Linked DNA regions of Pan troglodytes: region 1 is linked to region 2. The links are chromatin contacts, called in public HiChIP or PLAC-seq maps. All regions are on one chromosome and are shown on one strand. The core of a region is the stretch at or near the end of the contact, and the rest is flanking DNA. Distances in the headings are between cores, read along the strand shown.

Region 1 (4,772 bases), core at 302-2,801, 110 kb after region 2:
CTTGAGCCACCGCTGGGGCCGCTTCCATACTGTGGAGTGTACTTTCATTCTCAATAAATCCCTGCTTTCTTCTTTCCTTGCTTTGCTGGGCGTTTGGTCCAATTGTTTGTTCAAAATGCCAAGAACATGGACGACTTGCAGTCAAGACCCTCTAATGGTAACAACAACACCGTGACAGAGCTTTTACTAAAGGGCTGAATTAAAGATTACACTATAAAAGGGGAACACTGTAAAGCTGTCAGCTAAACTAGTCTTTCCTCCACAGTTCGTGAGGAAGGAACCTAATTTATACATTCAACAAATTTATGCCAGCTGTTCTCTGATGTGCCCAAGGCAGATAAAATCTATCCATGGAGGTTTCATTTCAGTGAGAGGGAGATATACAAGAAATAAGTAAACACGTACATTGCCAACATAATTAGAGATGGAGGAGGAAAATAACAGGGTGGAACTTCTGACAGCTCTCCTGGGAAGGTCTCTGTGGAAGTGATGTATTTGAGCTGAGACCTGAAGGAAGGGAAGGAGTTGGCCGAAAAGGTAGAATAGAATTGCAGAAAGAGATCAAGGGGAGCTCTTCCCAGGGGTCCCCTGCCCTCATATTGCCTGTCTTCACTGGTGTCACCTAATCTCCTACTGCTCATAACCTGGCTACCTATCTTTCACTATCTTTCAGGACAACTCAGCCCTATGCATAGGGATGGGTTCCCCCCCAAGCAGGGACTGCTTCAGAGTCCAGGCAACATCTAGTTACATCCCTGGATGATGGGTCTTGTTTGAGTGAATTGTTTTCACCCCCAGACTGTGGAGGCTTCCCATTCAGGACCCTGGTGTTCATCCCCATTGTCTGGGAACTCTACCCTGTTTCTTTCTTTCTTTCTTTTTTTTTTTTTTTGAGACAGAGTCTCGCTCTGTTGCTCAAGCTGGAGTGCAGTGGCGCGATCTCGGATCTCAGGTTCAAGTGATTCTCCTGCCTCAGCTTCCCGAGTTTCTGGGACTACAGGCACACGCCACCACGCCCAGCTAATTTTTTTTGTATTTTTAGTAGAGACAGGGTTTCACCACGTTGGCCAGGATGGTCTCGATCTCTTGACCTCGTGATACACCCGCCTCGGCCTCCCAAAGTGCTGGGATTACAGGCATAAGCCACCGCGCCCGGTCCCCTGTTTCTTTAATTACTGTTACTGAAAGGCATAGCCTTTGAATGAGTTATTAATCCAAAATCCTTTGTTTTCCATTCTTGCTCTAGTCACAGCTTATTTTTCTAGACCATACTGTTCTAAGCCTCAATTACATTAAGGCCAGGAGGCCACCGAAGAACTCCACATGCCACTGCACTGGCGGGTGGAGCAAGTCAAGCAGGGCAGCTCATGAACGCCCGGGAGTCCAGGAGGCCCGGGTGGGGACGCCTGGATGACGTCACTCGAGTTGGGCAGGCCCCGCGCGGGGCGTGACGTCACGCGGGCGGTCCCGTCAGCCGTGAGGTCACCTGGTGGGCGCGGCCAGGCCGAATCCCCAGTGTCGTCACGGGAGGGGGCGGGCCCAGAGCGTGTCAGTGCAGCCGAATCAAAACAAGCCGGAGACCCGCCTTTTCCCTCCGGCTCGGGAGCGTCTCGCTTGCGCCCCGGGCCCGCGGCGCCCGCGCGGCTGCGAGCCTCGGGTGGCCGCGTGCCGGCTCCAGGAAGCCGGAGAGGGCGCGGCGGCCAGGATGGCGCGGCACGGGCCGTGCGGCTAGACGGGAGCCGAGGGAACCGCCGGCTCGCGCCCTCCGTTCTTTCCCGGAGCCGGCTTCACGCAGGGCCGGGAACGGCCGTGCCTCTGGGATCCGCCTTCGCTGACGCCGGGCACCTACCTGGACGCGAGCGAGCGAGATGCCCAACCCCAAAAACAGCAAAGGCGGCCGCAAAAACAAGCGCGCCAACAGCAGCGGCGACGAGCAGGAAAATGGAGCCGGGGCCCTGGCAGCGGCGGGCGCGGCGGGAGCGGCGGCCGGGGGGGCCCTGGCGGCGGCGGCCGGTTGCGGGGCGGCGGCGGCGGGCGCGCCGGGCACCGGAGGCGCGGCGGGCGCCGGAGGCGCGGGGACTGGCGCCGCGAACGCCGCGGCCGCCGCGGGGGCTGCGGCCGCGGGCGATGCCAAAAACGGTAAGACGGGGCTGGCGGGGCGAGCGCCAACTTCCTCCCCGACGGGGACGGCGCGGTGGCGGGGCCCTGGGTGGCGCGGGCGGTGCGTGGACAATGCGAGAGTCAGGAAGTGCTCACCCCGCCCCTCCGCCCCGCCGCGGCTGCCCCTTGGCGGTCCCCACGCCTGGCGGCGGGGACGGATCTGCGGCCCCTGCCCGGTGTCCGCGCGGGGGGCAGCCCGCGCCCCACACTCTGAGGGGCTCCCGGCTGCGGCAGCGCTGCCCTCGGGCCCAGCCTGCTGCCCGCGCTGGCACTGCCCCGCCGTGTGTGCCGGGCCGAAGGGAGGAAGGAAGGGAGGAAAGAGCCGCCCAAGTTGAGAAGAATGATCCGATTGAAAACTTAGGCACCGGTTAATTCTTCCCGGTGCTCCAAGGCCACCCGTAACCCCCGGAGTGAAGGAGAGAGAGCCTCAATTCTTAGCACACCCAGGCTTGCTGCGTCGATCGCCACAGGTGAAGAGGCCTCGAGACATTTAGGGCCTCTGTGTTTGCTCTTTAATTTTTTGGCTTGCTTGAGGAAGGAAGAGAATCTGAACTTGACTTCCGTTCTCAGCCCGGAGTTAAAAAAAAAAAAAGAAAGAAAGAAAGAAAAGAAAAATCATTCTCTATGTCATTGTGCTTAGCATTTTCAGAAGGAAGCCTCATAATCTTAGGTAGTGCCTGAATGCTCCTTTTGAGGGGACACTTAGGAACTGGCCCAGATGTGGCAGGATTTCTGTTCTCATTACAGAGCCATGGTTTTCGTTATAAGGTGCTGGGCAAACACTTTTACTTATTTGGACAGTTCTTTGAATTCCTCTAGTCAGGCACTTTTTCCAGGAAGACAACGTAGGTATTTTAATGAAGGGAGATTTGAATTGTTATATCTGGCTTTTAATTTATAGCGTCAGCTTTTGAAGCCATTCTTTATGTAGATCAGGCACTTTTTTGTTTTGTTTTGTTTTGTTTTTAGACGGAGTTTGCAATTTCGCCCAGGCTGGAACGTAGTGGCGCAATCTCGGCTCACTGCAACCACCGTCTTCCGGTCTGAAGCGATTCTCCTTGCCTCAGCCTCCCGAGTAGCTGAGATTACAGGCGCCCACCACCACGCTCGGCTAATTTTTGTTATTTTTAGTAGAGACAGGGTTTCACCATATTGGTCAGGCTGGTCTCGAACTCCTGACCTCGTGATCCCGCCCGTCTCGGCCTCCCAAAGTGCTGAGATTACAGGCGTGAGTCACCACGCCCAGCCAGATCAGGCACTTTTTAAACAGGGCACCTGCTCTTACAAGCAGCGTACAGTGCTCTGAACATAGGCGGCTGAATGTCGCCTGTTAGAACTGTAGGCCCCGTTGGCTGTGTCTCTGCAATATTGAAATAGGAAGATTTATTTATTTATTTTCAGAAACAAACTTACCCCGTTTGTGAATGTTTCAGAATACTAGTTTTGGGTAGCCTGTGTTCTTCATGTTCTTTTGTTTTTCTCCTGGCTTTAACCTTCATTTTGGTATTGATGTGGCAGAGAGAAAGGTGCCCAGACTCTGGGTAGGACAGACTCCTAGCTCAGCCATTTAGAGCTTCATCATCTTGGAAAGGTCAGTCTTCCAGAGCCTCAATTTCCTCATGTGTAAACTTGAAAAAAAATTACCCTGGCTCCCTCCTAGTGTTATTGAGAGGCTCAGAGTGCCCCTTCCCTATTATGCTCCCAGTTCTTGTTATTTTAAAGGTTACATATATAATGAGCTTAAAGTTTCTCACAAAGAGTGCATGAACAATGATGACAGCTTTCGTTTATTCATTTAAAAAAGATTACCCGCAGTGTTGCAAGTACCGTGTTCAATACTAAGGGATCCAGCGGTAATCAAGACGAGACATCCCGGTCCTCAGGGAGCTTGCATTCCTGTTCTGGTGGTGGTTTTGGTTTGCTCTGCCCACCCCCCTACCAGCTCCTTTTTTTTTTTTTTTTTTTTTTTTTTTTTTTTTTTTTTTTTGGCCTATGTGGAAGCTTCAAGTTCACAGTTTCCTTTTTTTTCTTGCTCCAAAAGATTAGTCCACTTTAAGGTGGCATGAGGAAATTTTTTTCTTAGGCTACTTGTACCTCCTAGTTTGTACATAACAAACTGGTTAAGGAGCCCCTATTATTATTCTCTGAAGTGGCAAACTCAAGTATATTTAGCAGCACAGTGAATGTGAAGAGCTGTTTCTGATTAGGAGCTTATTTTATTAAGTGAAAGGCGGGGAGAAAAAGGAATGGGCCAACATTCCCATAGTCAGGGTCAGAGGATGTAACTTATATTAGAGGAGTGAGCCAAATTTTATGATGCCTGATTCTTGTTTCTGAAGTGATGTGAAGTCTTCGTGAATGATTCACCTTAATGTGAGGAACCCCCCCTCAGTTCTGCAGTTGATGATAACTGAACTTGGATGCCGAGGACTCCTGAGTGCAAAATCAAATGCCTTTTTCTTTTCTTTCTTTCTTTCTTTGTTTTTTTCTTTGCTATTTAAAGCTATAGTTTATAAGGTAGGGGTTTGGGAGAGGCATTACTGGTGAATTTTTAAAGAGGAAGGGGCAAGAGATGTGTAAATTCTCAAAATCAACTAAGGACCAATATTTGG
Region 2 (4,328 bases), core at 159-2,658:
AATAGCGAGGTCCTGCTTCGATAATTGCTAAATATATTTTTCTTGAATTATATATTTTTTGCCTTATGTCGACTGTGAAAAATATAAACTATAACTTCTCACCTTTCTTTTGGTGAGAAAAAAATAGGCCTCAATCATTTTGGTAACAATATAAAACAAGTAAAAGAAAAAAATAGGTCTGAAAAGATCTTGGAGTCACCTTAAACTTTATCTGCCATGAGACACTTAGAAGAATCAGACCTTTGTTGAAGATTACAGAACAGAGACTCCTTCAGTCACACCCAGGAGACAGGTATTCACCGTAAAGACTAGAATGAAGCGTGGGAAGTGGATGGATCCAGTGCAGCCCCAGGGAACTGGACACTCACATGCCCCTGGGAAGCAGGTCTTTGTTGCTCTCCTTCCATCACTTGGTCTCAGCTTGTCTTTGACTGGCTTCTACCACTTGTGCCTCCACCCAACCTGCTGCTACATTCTCCTGGTTTCTGCTTACTCAGATGTTTTGCATCCGAAGCCCATTTTGGCCCCTTCTGCCTTACCCTCTCTTAGCTCCAACCTTTCTCTTACATCAGACAGCTCCGTCTCTGCATTCTCCACTTTCCATTTCCAAGGGAGTGTCTGATTGGCTTACTAATTATCAGAGTCCGTGTTTGATGAGAACTGTTTGCTCCAGGTCACCTCACAGGATGATGACTACATCACGGATTGTGCGCTCCTGGGTCACGCGATCACTCTTAATTTCAATTAGCTGGGCTGGGGGTGGGGAGGGGGTAAGGAACGTTTTTTGTAGTTATTTGTGCAACCCCTGCTCTAGAAATAGTTTGGGTAACTGTTTCCTTTCCAAAAGGACTCTCTGGGTACGGTAAGCATCTCTCTCTCACACACACACATATTAAAATAACAGTGACTAAAACAAAGGGAGCATGAATAAATTGAATTATGAAGTTAAATGTATGAAATAATGAATGAACAAGGGAAGAAACCGATACTGACCCAGGGTCAACAACTACCTATGTCCAAGTAAAATTTCTTTGCAGTCTGACAAATTGGCTTTCAAGATTGCATTTTGTTTTGCGAATTAAGCCATTTTTAAGTCATGAGTCGTAGTTTTCTGGAGGCCCCCGGCATCCGGAACCCATGAATGCCACGTTCTTTCTAGCAGCCTTCAGCAATTTGAGGGCGCTTTGTTTCTTACGTTGGGAGAGAAATCCATCAGGAAATCGACGCCCAGGATCAGATGCAGATCCTGGGATCCTTGGCTCTGAGTAGCACGGTGGAAAAGTGAGGTAATCCAGGCTCTGGGCCCGTTTTCCTAGGAGCCCAGGGCGCTTCACCTGTCTGCAGTCAGCCCCTTTCTTGGACGTCTCCTCCCCTGAGTTTCCTCCTCATAGGCTTGTCCCTGGGAGTGTGGGCGGCCCCTTTCTTGAGCGCAGAAACACTTACTTTTCCCCCTACCCTGCTCCTCCTCCTCCACAGCCGTCTTTCTCTTTGCCTCAGCCACTTCCTTCCTTGGCCTCACCCTCCCCAGTGCACTGAAGAAGGTAACCGGGTCCAGACCCACGCGGCGCCAGTTCTCCGGCGGGAAGGAAAACCGTGCAGAGAGGTGCGTGAGCGCCCGGGCAGATGTGGCTTAGGTAGCAGGGATGGACTGGGTGTCCGTGGTGCGCCGCCGGGCACCGCGGGCTGCGGTGAGAGTCGGGTCAGGAGGGGGCCGGGAGGGGGCTCAGGGCGCGCGGAAGCTGCGACCGGCTGGGCTGAGACCTCGCGGGTTGGGGTCCCGTGGGGCGCGCGCCGCCCACGCCCCCACCTCTCGGGTCGACTTCCGCACTCGGCTCACGTGACGTTTCGCCGGCCGGGGGCGGACTGGGAAGCCGGCAGAAATGGAACGATTTTTACCGCGGTGCGACGTGTCGGCTTTGCACTTGGCGGTGGTTCAGGAGCCAGTTCTGCAAAGCTGGGTGGGGAAGGGCTCGGGGCGAGGGGAGAGGCTGCCCCGAGGAACGTGGTGGCCTCAGGGCAGTGGACTCTGCAGCGCCGGAGGTGGGTGCGGCTCTGTGCGCTCCAGGTCAGGGGGTGCAGAGTCGTGAGGGGACACCAGGGGCTCGTGGAGCCCGGGGCAGGGTCCGTTTTCGTCGCCCGGTTTGGGTGCTCGCTCTCGCGGCGCTTCGGGGCGCTCGGGCCACGGGGGAGGCAGACCCGCGGCGCCGGGCCGGTAGCTGCGGAGACAAAGGCTTCCGGGACGCGGCCCTTCCCGGGCGCCAGCGGTGCCGCCCCGCCACTGGGGGCCCAGCCCCGCGCTCCCCAGCCCTGCACTGGTGCCGGCGGTGACCGTGTGATGATGGGCTGCAGGGCACGGGGTTAGGAGACTTCTACCAGGCAGAACCCCAAACTGGTAGCAGGATGGCCAAATATGGAGTGAGCGCGCCCCAGACCGGAGGGAGTAAGGAGCCCAGTCATCCTTTGACCCGCACCAGCTGCTTGCCCGCGATTGCGAAGGAGGGCTGGGAAAACGTGCCCAGCCCGAGTGTGTAAAGTTGGTTCCTGATTCCGGACATACCTATTCCAGTAGGCTTTATTTCCTTGGATATTAGAAAATCTCCATGCATTGCCTCCAAACTTTTGAAAAATAACAATGCCCTGAGGGTCCTTAAATACATTCTAAAGTGTGTATTGGTGGTGAGTTTCGGGTTCTGCCCAGTCCTCCGACTTTCCGCTTCCTTTGTGTTTCCCACGCACAAAGCCGAAATCGATTCTGCGACAATTAGAGTGCCTGGCCGTCATCTGCCTCGCCTTCCCTGGAGCCTTTTCCTGTCTTCTGGTCCAGCCGCTCACCATTAAGCTCTTCCCTTTAGACTTGCTCTGCTTCTCACCTCTCCTCATTGTTCTTTTCTTTTTTTTTTCTTAGACATAGTTTCGCGGTACTCGTGAGAATGTGTTACATTCGTATAACCAAATCAGGGTAATTGGTATATCCATCACCCTAAATATTTATCTCTTCTTTATGCTAGGAACATTCAACTTACTTGCTTTTAGCCATTTGGAAGTGTACAATCCATTAATGTGAACTATAGTCACCCCACTGATCAATGCAACACCAGGTCTTATTTCTTCTAACTGTGTTTATACCCATCAACCTCCCTTCACCCTCCGCCCCCTTCATTGTTCTTCATCTTGCTCTCTGCAGTCCTGGGATTCTGTCCTTATTATAAAAGGCCATGGGTCTTTCAAGGATTGTGTCACAATAGGTATTTTTCCCCCTTTGTCCCTCTCCTTCCTAAATAATAAATAAATAAAACGTCAAATTATGTATGCTAGCAATTGTTTTTAAACCTGTTATTTTCCTATTTATGGTGGTCTGGGCAGGGAGCCTTTCTTGCTTTGTAAGTGTTCTGCCTTGGTAAGAGCTCAGCATGTCACGTTTCATACAAATACCACTCACTATTATATTTAGTGTATTTGCATAATGGCAAAAGAAGAAGAGGAAGCGGGGAAACAGCCACCACGATGTGGTAGAAACAGCATTTAATTGTGGGGCATTAACCCCTGTTTCGTTATCCTTAAAATAAAGGTAAATAAATGCCTTGCAAGGTTCTTAGAACTACATGAATTAACGTAGATAAGGAGCCTGATGTGTAATTAAGTATAAAGAAACGCTGGTTGCCTTTCATGCTTAAAATTGGATGAACGTACATCTGCTTACTATAATGCAGGTATGCGTACTATATATAATAGATGAATTTCCCCTTTGATGCTCATTATTCAATGAGAGCTAAGTCTGAAGTATGTTGCTGGAGGTGGGAGGAAGGAGTGAAGAAGGGTGTTAAAGAGATAACATCTTTCTGGGGTCGGGAATCAGAGAATCAGAGAATTGGAAAGTTCCTTAATTTCTTTGGACATTTTCATTCTCCCTCTGTCCAGTACAGGCTAATTTCCTCATCATGCCTCACAGATCCTTACTATGTCTGCATTAATATTTCTAGGAACAGGGTGCAAACTTTATTCATTGTTGGGCAATTTTAATTGCTAGATAACTTTTTTATATGGCTCTCAAATCTGCCTTTCTATTACACTTACCCATCCTACCCAGTAGAGGAACACAAAGACTATTCATAGAAGTATATAAAAAAGAGCTTTAGGTTTTTTTTGTTTTGTTTTTAAAGCAGCAGTTCTTCTCTAAGCTAACTTTATGGGTCAGGATTCTTTAGAGTGCAAGTAATAGAAACTCAATCAAACCAACGCAAGCAAAAAGGAAAGATACCGGTTCATGTAGTTGGAAAGTCCAGGGTCATATATAGGCTCAGTCATTGTTATATGGCTGGACATTTCTT

The links. HiChIP or PLAC-seq counts read pairs in DNA pulled down with a chosen protein or histone mark.
Region 1: a contact with region 2 is called in an H3K4me3 HiChIP or PLAC-seq map of stem cell-derived excitatory neurons, with 3 times the contacts expected there. The contact joins the promoter of HECA here to the promoter of ABRACL in region 2.

Annotation. Positions count from the first base shown.
Region 1 is chr5:150,989,121-150,993,892 of NHGRI_mPanTro3-v2.0_pri, forward strand. HECA (hdc homolog, cell cycle regulator) reads left to right here and starts at 1,552. Exons shown (of 4, transcript XM_527517.7): 1 at 1,552-2,139. The coding sequence starts at 1,869.
Region 2 is chr5:150,880,836-150,885,163 of NHGRI_mPanTro3-v2.0_pri, forward strand. It overlaps ABRACL (ABRA C-terminal like), which reads left to right and starts at 1,409. Exons shown (of 3, transcript XM_001159255.8): 1 at 1,409-1,603.